Linked DNA regions of Gossypium arboreum: region 2 is linked to region 1. Evidence: chromatin contacts called from public Hi-C data. All regions are on one chromosome and are shown on one strand. The core of a region is the stretch at or near the end of the contact, and the rest is flanking DNA. Distances in the headings are between cores, read along the strand shown. Region 1 holds the start of LOC108460684 (3-phosphoshikimate 1-carboxyvinyltransferase 2). Region 2 holds the start of LOC108460712 (4-hydroxy-tetrahydrodipicolinate synthase, chloroplastic-like).

What was found. Hi-C and Micro-C count contacts between places; a contact is called where the count stands out from the background.
Region 2: a Hi-C map of leaf shows a contact between it and region 1, with 4 times the contacts expected there. The contact joins the promoter of LOC108460712 here to the promoter of LOC108460684 in region 1. A contact is called at or near these places in 2 of 5 Hi-C or Micro-C datasets (both in leaf).

What each region holds. Positions count from the first base shown.
Region 1 is chr12:88,196,873-88,203,321 of ASM2569848v2, forward strand. LOC108460684 (3-phosphoshikimate 1-carboxyvinyltransferase 2) reads left to right here and starts at 3,620. Exons shown (of 8, transcript XM_017760272.2): 1 at 3,620-4,205; 2 at 4,814-5,058; 3 at 5,530-5,683; 4 at 5,774-5,988; 5 at 6,065-6,182; 6 at 6,284-6,449. The coding sequence starts at 3,864. It overlaps LOC108460654 (transketolase, chloroplastic-like), which reads left to right. Exons shown (of 7, transcript XM_017760232.2): 3 at 521-626; 4 at 699-981; 5 at 1,062-1,210; 6 at 1,296-1,449; 7 at 1,572-2,598. The coding sequence ends at 2,531.
Region 2 is chr12:88,429,718-88,436,166 of ASM2569848v2, forward strand. It overlaps LOC108460712 (4-hydroxy-tetrahydrodipicolinate synthase, chloroplastic-like), which reads left to right and starts at 3,165. Exons shown (of 3, transcript XM_017760317.2): 1 at 3,165-3,686; 2 at 4,251-4,334; 3 at 5,136-6,358. The coding sequence starts at 3,601. The coding sequence ends at 6,063.

The DNA of each region.
Region 1 (6,449 bases), core at 2,370-4,869:
TATCATTTTGTTGGAAGTGGTGATTGTGTTTTTAAGAAGAATTCATATCATTATTTTGTATAATTAATGATATTATAAACATGGAGGGACAAAATAGTACATGATTAAAATATAGGGACTAAAACACAAATTGGAGCATAGCAAAGAGATCAAAACCATAATTCAATACTATGTCATCATACTGACATGGCATATATATATATATATATTGTTGGAAGTTTTCATTGTGTTTTAATAAAATTCATATGGTTAAAAGTTGTTTTAACTATTTAGATTAATTAATGATATTATAAACATAGAGGGACAAAATTATACCAGATTAAAATATAAGGACTAGAGACTAAATACTAAATTTGAGCATAGTAGAGGGACAAAACCATAATTTGATATTATGTTATACTTCTGCAAAAGTTATTATATATTTAGAATTTTGTCAAGAAACATGTCATTGGCATAGACTCGTACTATAAATAAAGCAAACATTTGTACTTATATGTGGTATATTTTATTTTACATACAGGTCCTCTTGGTCAAGGTATTGCAAATGCTGTCGGATTGGCTCTAGCCGAGAAGCACCTAGCTGCTAGGTTCAACAAGCCTGACAATGAGATTGTTGATCACTACACGTATGATTACTTCTCGAGTTTTTTCGGTTCCTTGTGTTATGATATATAATAAATTGATCTTTGTTTTTGTAGGTATGCTATTTTAGGTGATGGTTGTCAAATGGAGGGTGTTGCGAACGAAGCTTGTTCGCTTGCCGGACACTGGGGACTTGGAAAGCTTATAGCTTTCTACGATGATAATCACATTTCGATCGATGGTGACACTGAAATTGCCTTTACTGAGAATGTCGAGGAACGTTTTAAGGGGCTTGGGTGGCATGTTATTTGGGTCAAGAATGGGAATACTGGTTACGATGAGATTCGTGCTGCTATTAAGGAAGCAAAGGCTGTCAAAGACAAGCCCACTTTGATCAAGGTCAGATATTATCTAGATGCTTGTTGAGTTCATAGTTGGAATTAGGCTCGTAAAAACTGTCTTCCTCTTGTTCTTTGCAGGTGACAACCACTATTGGTTATGGATCTCCAAACAAGGCAAACTCGTACAGCGTTCACGGTAGTGCATTGGGTGCCAAGGAAGTGGATGCTACTAGGAAAAACCTTGTGTGGCCACACGAGCCATTCCATGTACCCGAAGATGTTAAAGGGTAAGGAGATTTGTAGAGGTTTCAATATATGCATTTGATTATGTTTTCTTGTTTGGTGTTCGAAACTTTCTTACCATATTTGCAGGCATTGGAGTCGCCTTGTCCAACAGGGAGCTGCCCTTGAAGCAGAATGGAATGCAAAGTTTGCTGAATACGAGAAGAAATACAAAGATGAAGCTGCAGAGCTCAAATTAATCATCACCGCTGAACTACCGGCCGGATGGGAGAAGGCACTTCCAGTGAGTACCCCTCTTATTGTCCCAAGTCCTGAGTCCCGACTAAATTTAGTCGAACACTTGAATTCTTAGACAAATCTTTCTTCGTATAAAAAATGAGCTTTTTTCTGTTTGCGAATTTCCAGACATATACTCCGGAGAGCCCCGCTGATGCTACCAGAAACCTCTCTCAACAAAATCTCAATGCTCTCGTAAAAGTACTCCCTGGTTTTTTTGGTGGAAGTGCAGACCTTGCTTCTTCCAACATGACCTTGCTCAAAATGTATGGTAATTTCCAGAAAGACACCCCTGAGGAACGTAATCTTAGGTTCGGTGTTAGAGAACACGGAATGGGAGCCATCTGCAATGGCATTGCACATCACAGCCCCGGACTTATTCCGTACTGTGCTACTTTCTTCGTTTTCACTGACTACATGAGAGCTGCTATTAGGATGTCTGCATTGAGTCAAGCGGGAGTTATTTACGTTATGACCCATGATTCCATTGGTCTCGGGGAAGACGGACCAACCCACCAACCAATCGAGCACTTAGCTAGCCTCCGTGCAATGCCTAATGTTTTCATGCTTCGTCCAGCTGATGGAAACGAAACTGCCGGTGCATACAAAGTTGCTATCCTCAACAGGAACACTCCCTCCATTATCGCACTCTCTCGACAAAAACTAACCCAACTACCCGGAACTTCCATCAAGGGGGTCGAAAAAGGTGGCTACATAATATCAGACAATTCTTCAGGAAACAACCCTGACATAATCCTGATCGGAACTGGCTCTGAGCTGGAAATTGCCGCTAAAGCTGCCGATGAACTAAGGAAGGCTGGAAAAGCTGTTCGGGTCGTCTCCCTTGTTTCTTGGGAACTCTTCGATAATCAATCAGACGCCTACAAAGAAAGTGTTTTACCATCTGGTGTATCAGCTAGGGTAAGTATTGAGGCGGGATCAACTTTTGGGTGGGAAAAGATTGTGGGATCGAAAGGGAAGGCAATCGGAATCGATCGGTTCGGGGCAAGTGCACCAGCTGGTAGATTATACAAAGAATTCGGTTTAACACCAGAGGCTGTTGTTGCAGCAGCAAAGGAACTTTGCTAGGCATTATTAGGTGCCTTTTGTGACTTTTTTTGTTTTTAATAATAAAAGGAATCATCCAAATTTCTTATGTTGCTTTGTGATTTTATATGTTTATGAATTTGTAATTCCTCTTTGAACTATTTTCCCATAGTTTTTGTATCACTTCTTGCTGCTTTAAATGCTTATACGTAAGAAAGAGTTGATAATCTTGCTTTTAAAAAAAGGGTTAATATTACTTTTAGGCGCTGAGTTTCACAATTAGTTCAAATTTGATATTTAGGAACTTGTCAACTAAGTTTTGACATTGTAGCACTCTAAGATTTTGTCATGACATCAAGTTTTTATATTTGTCAAGTTAAAATGGACTTAACTATCAAGTTCAAGAATCGAAGTTGATTAAAAATAATAGACACTAAAGTTGATTTAATTATCAAGTTCACCACTAACAATATCTTTTTCAAGGTTCAAATTTACATTAAATTAAGTAATTATATTGATTATGTGACTATAAAAGTATCAAGAAGGTCTTTATATTAAGATTCAGATTGCATTTTGCTCCATCTACATAAAAAATAGGTAAATTAGTCTTTGTACGTTAGATCAAAGAGCAAACTGGTCTTTCTATTAAAAAGTTCATCTAATTTTATTGTTAAAAATTAATCTTTGTACATTAAAATATAGTACACGTGATATGTCAAATGCAATTGTTTAATTATTTTGTTAGTTATATCAATTTTAATAATAGAATTTTTTATCAAAATTCAATTTATATGAAGGCCAATTTAATTATTTTTCGAGTTAAAAAGAAATAAAATAGAAAGTCTATTCTAATATAAAAGACAAGGTACTTTTAGCAGTAGCAGCATAATGAAGCAAGCTTCTGTTATTTGCACGCTTTAAAAATTAAACAACTCCTATATCTACCTACCTACCCAGCCACCCACCCACCCATCCATCCATCCATCCATCCATCCAAATCTCAATCTCTAAAAAATGTCGAAAAATTAAAATTAAAATAAATCATAATTTTATATTAAAATAATTGCAAATCTAAAATGAATCCAAAATAAAATTGGGTTTATATCAATAGTACCTGTAGTGTGGACCCATTAAGACAAGAATTAAAATTGAGGGGGTTTGGTAAAGCTAATTCCCACACCAACCCCATTTTCTCCTAGCCTTTAGATTTTGGTTGTTGGTGAAAAAAACCCTTCTTCCACTCAATTCAATCCAACAACCACCATCACCAAAAAAGCTTCCTTTTTTAATCCCAAAAACTCCATCAAATCTCAATTTAAAGAAATAAAGTTAAAAACTTTGTTTCTAAGAGAAAAGTGAGTGTTTGAGACAGAGATGGCAACGCAGGTTGGCAAAATCGACAATGGAACACAAAAAACATGTGTTCTTCCCAATGTTTCAAAAACCCAGAATCCCAAACATGTTCCTTTTGTTTCATTCAAATCAAATCTCAATGGAAAGACAAGTTCTTGGGGTTTGGTTGTGAAGAACAATGGGAAATTTGGGTCAATAAAGGCTCGGTCTTTGAAGGTTTCTGCTTCAACAGCAACAGCTGAGAAACCATCTAGAGCTTCAGAGATTGTGCTTCAACCAATTAATGAAATTTCGGGTACTGTTAAGTTACCTGGGTCTAAATCATTGTCTAATCGGATCCTGCTCTTAGCTGCTTTATCTGAGGTATGTTGATTTTCATTGGTTAAATTTTGGTATTTGTCCTTCTACTTTGCGAAAGTTATGGATTTAGTCCTTTAATTTCATTCGAATTTTTTAATTTTAATTTATATAATTTAAATCCTTTTGGTTATATTCAATTACTAGCACATGTTCTCTAAGGGAGGGGGCAAAATGAAAATTTCCCATATAGCTCCTTTTTTTAAGTTAGTGTAATGGTAAAATTTTACTTTGGTCCTCAAATTTTTTATTCATTTCTGGTTTCCTTAAAATAATTTTCTAGCATTGGATCATTATAGCTCCTTATGCTTTTGAAATTTGAAGTTTCCACATTGGTTAATACTTGAGTAACATGTAAAATAACAAATTGATATAGCATTACACGAATGATAATATGACGAATGATAATATGTTTGTCGCATTAGGTTTTGAAAATTACTTAATAAATTTAGCAGTTGACCGAAATTTTAAAATTTTAAAAAGTATTAATTCTAAAAATGACTAAATTAAAGTACATGGATTAAATTCACAACTTTGGTAATAGAGAGGGATTAAATTCAAAACTTGGTAATGCCATATCCTTATATGTTTTTAATGTTTTGTTTGATATGTAGGGAACTACTGTGGTTGAAAATCTGTTGAACAGTGATGATGTTCATCACATGCTTGTTGCTTTGGGTAAACTTGGTCTGTATGTGAAACATGATAGTGAAAAGAAACAAGCCATTGTTGAAGGTTGTGGTGGTCAGTTTCCAGTCGGAAAAGGTGAAGGTCAAGAAATAGAGCTTTTCCTCGGGAATGCTGGAACTGCAATGCGACCACTTACTGCCGCTATTGCAGCTGCCGGTGGCAATTCGAGGTCTGTCCCTATAAGAAAATCATGTTTTATAGTCAATGATTCCTTATAATTGACATTAGCTTTTCATAGGGTAAAAGTATCATGGAGGCCCCTGTACTAGGAGTTAGATTGCATATTATTCGGCAAATTAGTCTCTATATATTAGATCAAAGAGCAAATTGGTTCTTTTTGTTAAAATTTTTATCTGTTTTTACTGTTAAAACTGGCGTGGCAGGGACTAATATTCTAGAAGGCAAAATGGATGAAATTATTTAACAGAAGGACTGGTTTGCTCTTTGATCTAGCGTACAGGGATTAATTTTCTATTTTTTGAGTAGAGGAGGCAAAATGCAATTCTACTCCTAGTATAGAACCTCCATGGTACTTTTACCAATTTCATAGTCATGGAACTATATATGCTTATATGTTGATGCTCTTTGTTTTGTGTATTGGTTTCGAGTTAATGGATATATGTTACATGTCTCTCTTTAGCTACGTACTTGATGGCGTACCCCGAATGAGAGAGAGGCCGATCGGGGACTTAGTTACTGGTCTTAAGCAGCTCGGTGCTGATGTTGATTGCATTCTTGGCACGAATTGTCCCCCTGTTCGTATAGAAGGAAAGGGTGGTCTTCCCGGGGGAAAGGTACGGTTTAAATCATTTTTGTTATGTTCAAGTGCTTCTAGTGTTGCTGCCTATATTCACGATATATTTTTGTTTTGGGTCATTTTGCAGGTGAAACTCTCTGGGTCTATTAGTAGTCAATACTTGACAGCTTTACTCATGGCGGCTCCGTTGGCTCTTGGGGATGTGGAAATTGAGATAATTGATAAACTTATTTCCATCCCATATGTTGAAATGACTATGAAGTTGATGGAAAGGTTTGGGGTCACCGTGGAGCACACGGATAGCTGGGATCGATTCTTTATCCGAGGAGGTCAAAAGTATATGTAAGTTTCTAAATGTGCACTCACTTGCATGGCTGGAATGGTCTCGGACGAGTAGTAAAATTTATAAATCTTTCAGGTCTCCTGGAAATGCTTATGTTGAAGGTGATGCTTCGAGTGCCAGTTACTTCCTTGCGGGTGCAGCAGTCACGGGTGGGACTGTCACAGTAGAAGGATGTGGAACAAGTAGTTTACAGGTACTTAGTGAAGTATTGTTCCCGTTGTTATGGCGCCTTTAAGGCCTACCTCGAATTCCATCACTATATAACTTGTGCTTGTTCTTTTGTTTCGATTTAAGGGTGATATAAAATTTGCCGAGGTTCTTGAGATGATGGGTGCCAAAGTCACCTGGACCGAGAATAGCGTAACTGTCACCGGACCCCCAAGAAATTCCTCGGGGAGGAAACACTTGCGTGCTATTGATGTCAACATGAACAAAATGCCGGACGTTGCTATGACTCTTG
Region 2 (6,449 bases), core at 1,915-4,414, 230 kb after region 1:
TGCCTGTTTCAAGCCTGCATCACTGACCGAGGCCAATTTGGCCTTTAAATGGCCGGTTATAGGATGTCATTTAACACAATTTTTTTTTCCAATTTTGCCTTTGCTCACCCCACTATGGTCCCCCACTATAAATTGGCTACTTCAACCCACAATCGCCGACTAAAGACCACCAAACACCTCCGACAACCGTCATTCACCATCAACCACCGCCGACCACCACCGATCACTCCATGAATCCTAATCATAATATAATTTTAAAGGACAACAACCACATTTCAGCCTATGTGCATAAGGTAAACGAGAAGAAAAATGTTTCATTATTTTTAAATGATCATTTAAATTCATTACATGGCCAGCACCCAAAGATAATTTTTTTTACATATCTGGTGCCGGCCATCAGTGTACCAAAGTAAAAAAAATTGCATTGGGACACGACAAAGGTGCCTAGTGCCAACCATCTACTGACTAGCACCATTTTTTTTTTACATCTCTGGTGTCGGCCATTACATGGTCAGAACAAATTTTTTTTTAAATACTGGTATTTTCGTATACCGTTATGATAAGATTTTAAAAAAAAATACCCTGGTGCTTGCCATTAGGTTCCCAAAGTAAAAAAAAAACTCAAATTTTTAAAGCCTGACACAATCATCAGGCAATCATGGGGCCAAAACACTAGGTAGTGCCGGCCATTAGGTTTCCAAAATCCCATTCTACTATTCATTTTAGGTCATTTTGGTGATTGTTTTTTAACCTGAGTTATTTTTATAAATATCAAAAAATTTTAGGCTAAATTAGTAAAATAGTCAATTTCCTATCATCTTTCCACCTTAAATTTAGTTTTGATTACAAACTTATGAGTTTTTTGAACTCATGTTATCTGAGCGTTAGTTGGGAGTTTTAAATATCAATAGAAATTTATGCTTTCGTATTGTCGGTTAATTCAATTGATTTTTCGAATTTAATCAACTTAATCGATCACTTTACATATTAATTGAATGACCGATTTAGATTTAACTAACTTAATTGAATTAACTTAACTTTGATCAAGAAAGTTAGTTAATTGATTTAATTTTATATATTATAAAAATATTTAATATAATTATAATATATTATATATTAAGTTGGTTAAGTCAGTTGATTTGATTATGAATTGTAGTAACTAGTAACAACTGAACTTAACTAAGACCATAACCAACCATTGATTTTAATCAAATAGGTTAACAAAATTCTTCTTTTTTTTTTTTTTTGTTCTTTTCAAAGTTTTGATTGCAATTACAAGCAACATAATCGAACTGATATCTCGAGCCAAATCAAAATAGCTATATATAGAAAGGACCAACACGTGATATGATTCAAGCCGGAATAAATATAGAAACAATCAGTACATGATTTACGTAGGGTAGTAGTTAAGTTTTGATCATTAATATAACAAGACATCCTACTTTGCCAACAGTATCGAGACTCCATCTTAGCTTATTAGGTCAAACAATGAAAAAGAAAAATTATGGGCCCAAATTAGATGGGCCTCCTTTTCTAATCCTAGTCATTGTGATTGTAAGTGAATGAGAATTGCGGGTACAAATATCCAAAACCCACGAATAAAAAGGTATAACTATGCTTTTGGTTCCTGCATTCTTAACACATTTGAAATTTAGTCCAATTATTTGACAGTGGACTTGACTCCCAAAAATGACAAAATTGAATTTTGTAATATTATAAAAAAAATTCACATTTTGCCGAATTTTATTCTTTAATTCTGGCCCCATAATTTTTTTTTGATTTCGCCCCTAAAGCAAGTCAGCCCATGACAAATTGCTTTTGGCCTCTTTTTAGCCTCGAACATATGTGACAAGTTGCAATGCTAACAAATTGGCCTTCGCACCGCAACAGCTACCTAGTCAAGGTCGAAGACAAAAATGGATAGCTTTAACTTAGCTTCCAAGATGTTATATTTATCTCCACCCTCTTCTCTTTACCATTACCATTTTCCTTAAACTCGATTTAAAAATTGGAAAGCGTTCAAAGTCTGATCTTTGATGGTCTCAAGCTCGATCAATTTAGATTTAGATTGAAAAATTCGAGTTATTGTTTGTAAATTCAAATTAATTTAAATTTTGATCCTTATTTAACATAACTTAATAATAGTGGTTATAGTCTCTTATTGAGCATCATAAAATTGAATTATTTATGAATCTATTACAACCTCTGGGTAGCCCAATTAGTAAGGCCTTGGTTGGGTTTAGGCCCATTTTTTATTTGGATCCTTCCAAATTACAGGGAGTTGTTAATAAATGCATGAGGCTCAACAAAGATTGTTCAAATTTTGGGCTTATAAATCTGAATTTTAGTCTTTCTGTTTTTTATATTTCAAAATTCAGGTTGAATTGTTAACATTTTTTTATTAAACCCGTTAATTTGACATTTTAGAATAAAAAATAATCATTTGATAGAAATTTAACTAAAAAACGATGTTGTAATGTTGAATTTAACAAAATAATTTTAACAATATTAACAATTAAACCTGGAATTTGAAATTAAAAGGGATTAAATTCTTATAAATAAAATTACAATCACTAAATTCTATATACACAAAGAATGCAAAGGTTTGTGGCATATTTTAACAATAAATGTATAAGGCTCATTCAAATTTTATGTGAGCGAGTTGACTGGTCTTTACTAGCTCAATGATAAGATCTAGACATTGAGAACATTGAAATATCATATTTGAATTTCAATATATGTAAGAATATGGGTTTTGACACGTATCTATTCTAATTAATTAGTTTGAGTTAGTCAATTTAGTGTTTGTAATGGTTAATTTTGATTGGAATTGAGAGAAAGTAAGGATTATTCATTGATCTAACTCAACATTGATGTACAATAAAATAATATCATCACATGTCCTCGAACAATGATTTAGATTATTCATTAATTTTAACTTAAATTATCAATATCATATCAATCAAGTTATTTCATCATTTTAATAGTTAAATTTGACATTAAATATTAACTTAAATTTGATGTTAAACATATTCAAAATACGCGAATCAATATCTACCATATTAAATCAATTGATATTAATATTATTATCATCTCGATTGAAATCATATTTTTATTAATACAGAAAAATATAAATTTGAGTATACTAATCTTAGGAGTAATTGGAATCAATTTTTTATTTTTGATTTTATCATCCCTACCCGTAGCTGCGCCCCACGAGTCAAAAAGATGGTGCGAAATTTGCATGTAGAAATTAGGCACAAAACTACAAAAAGCATACGAATCAGAGCCGCGGCCATTTCCAACCCTAAAACCCACATCAATTTCTAGCAGCCTCCATTACGTTTCCCCTTCAACCCCTTCACCTCATCACCGGAATCTGAAGTCATGGCTCAAAGCCATCGCCGTGGCGTAACCTCCGCCGTCTTCCTCCGATCGACCATCTTCACCACTGTTATCACCACCATTACCATTCATTGAATCAACCTCCCATTTATCTCATTTTCCACACATTTTCAATTTCTAAGCATAAAAATCCTTATCCAACTCAAATTCAAACGTTATCTAGACTTTGGGTTGCTGTTTTCATTTGGTTTAAAAATGGCTATTTTGAAGAGCTATGGAGCTTGCTTGAGAGAGTCTTCCTTCCAGTTTCCTCGCTCCCATCGCATCGATAACTACAAGAGGTATTTTAAAAAAAAAAACAAATTTAACACTCACTATTTAAGATAAGATATTTGTTCTTTTTCCTTTGTTTTTAATTGCAGTAATTGTTGAATTCATTAATTACTTTATAATCATGTATTATTCCTTGTTTCTTATTTGTAAAACAGTTCAATTTTGTACTTGTTTAAAAGATTATGGGTTTGTTTGATTTAGTGCTTGATGGGTGCTACTGATAATCAAAGGTTAATATCTTAGTTGAACTTTATATCTGCATAGTTTATTTGCTCCTATGTTAAATGTGGATCGATCCTGGGGAACAAAAATTAGAACTCAATTTGAGTTCGTTTAATGTAAAATAGGTTTTTTGAACTTATATGTATTGTTTTTTTGTTTATATAAATACATACTTCTAAATATATAATTTTATAATGAACTATAGGCTAGTAGTAATTATAGTTTTACTGAATTGGATCGCTAGTGTTCCTTGTTTCAAAATATACTTACCAATTCGAAAATCTCTAGGGAGATAATGATTTATGGTAACAGAGATTTGCTTATCATCCTGTTTGCTTGCTTTGTATCAGGAGAAATGTGAAATGGAGGTCGCCCCAAGCAGCAATAATACCCGATTTCCACCTCCCTATGCGTAGCTTCGAGGTTAAAAATAGGTAGCTAATAAAATTTTTCGTTATCTGAATGTGGTTTGATGTTTTGCTGGGAAGAATTTGTTGTTAATTTGCTTATAGTTTCTCTGCATCTCTACCTATGTTCGTTCTTGGAATGTTACTGTTGGCGGTGTTATTGTACCTGTTTATCATCTTTCTTATAGCTGGTCCAAGCGATATGTGCTTTGAATGTGCTGTTGACATTGTTCTGTTATTCAAACCTTTATTTATGGAGCCTTTCTGTGCATAAACTCAATTAGGATCTCTTCGTGCTTGTAATATTATCTTATGTTTGGTGTTGGTACTTGTGTAATGCACCATGCATGGTGAATGCATAAGATATATTAGTCCTTGATGATGATGATATGGTATGTGGGATAAAGTTGTGGTGACTGTTAATATTTTCGTGTCCTGATCTATGCTGCCCGGACTCTTCATTTTTCTTGAAATACCTGTTTTTAACAATTGGATATGGGGATATGACCTCAGGGGCAAAGCCAGGAAATTGCTCTTTTTTTTTTTTTTGGGGGGGGGGGGGTGGGGGGAGGAAGGCCACTGCTTGCCCCCCTCTCCCTCTGCCTTTGTCTGACCTCCAAGGATCCTCCAAATACGTAACTTAGAAAAATCCAACTGTACTTGTGTCATATATGTGCTCATAATCGTATCTGATACTCAGACCTGAGTCTGAGTAACGTAGGTCCTAATTGATGGAGAGATGGTTTATATGTAGCTTTAGATTTGTTGGAAATGAAGCTTTCTTTTGAAAGAATAATTGCTCTTGATGATTTGCCTAATGCTTTCCAGGACATCGGCCGAAGATATAAAGGCTCTTCGACTGATAACAGCCATCAAAACCCCATATCTACCTGATGGAAGGTTTGATCTCGAAGCATACGATGGTTTGGTGAATATGCAGATTGAAAACGGTGCCGAAGGGGTAATTGTTGGTGGCACAACCGGTGAAGGCCAGCTAATGAGCTGGGATGAACACATAATGCTTATCGGTCATACTGTCAACTGTTTTGGCGGATCCGTTAAAGTAATTGGTAACACGGGAAGTAACTCAACCAGGGAAGCGATTCACGCCACCGAACAAGGTTTTGCTGTTGGAATGCATGCCGCTCTTCACATCAATCCTTACTATGGCAAAACCTCTCTAGAGGGCTTGGTTTCTCACTTTAATAGTGTACTACCAATGGGCCCTACTATCATATACAACGTCCCGTCACGAACTGGCCAAGATATTCCTCCGCGTGTCGTCAATACTGTGGCGCAAAGTCCTAGCTTGGCTGGTATCAAAGAATGTGTTGGAAATGACCGAATTGAGCAATATACAGGTAACGGAATTGTAGTGTGGAGTGGGAACGATGATCAGTGTCATGATGCTAGGTGGAGCCATGGGGCTACTGGGGTAATTTCCGTTACTAGTAATCTGGTTCCCGGTTTGATGCACGAACTCATGTTCAATGGGAAAAACGCTTCACTTAATGCGAAGCTCTTACCTTTGATTCAATGGCTCTTTGAGGAACCTAACCCCATTGGTCTTAACACAGCCCTTGCACAACTCGGGGTTGTGAGGCCGGTTTTTAGGTTACCGTATGTACCTCTTCCGCTGGAAAAGAGGGTCATATTTGTTCAACTGGTCAATGAAATCGGGCGAGAGAATTTTGTTGGAGAAAAAGATGTTCAGGTACTTGATGACAACGATTTCATCTTGGTTGGTCGATATTAGTTTTTTTTTTTTTTTATGTCTATGTTCAGGACTCGATGCCGGTGTCTCGATTTTCGACTCTGTTTCGTTTATAGGACTACAGATAAAGTCTACCCGGTTGTTTATAAGAAAAAATATATATATATATGGTAAAGATCAAGGTTTGTTTTTGTTAAAAGTTGTCTTTTTGGATAATGTTTGTCTTTCTTGTAAGCCCAGATCAATGTGTTTCTCTGGCCTACGTATAAGTATCTTGTGATGTTAGGCCTGGTCCGTAAATAAACCGAGCTTGAATGAATGAGTTTTTGTTTATGCATCTTTGTTCAATTTTAGGTCTATTTTTGTTTGGTTCATGTTTGTTACTGAAAACTATTTTAGTAGTCATTTAATTATAAATTAGTTTTTTG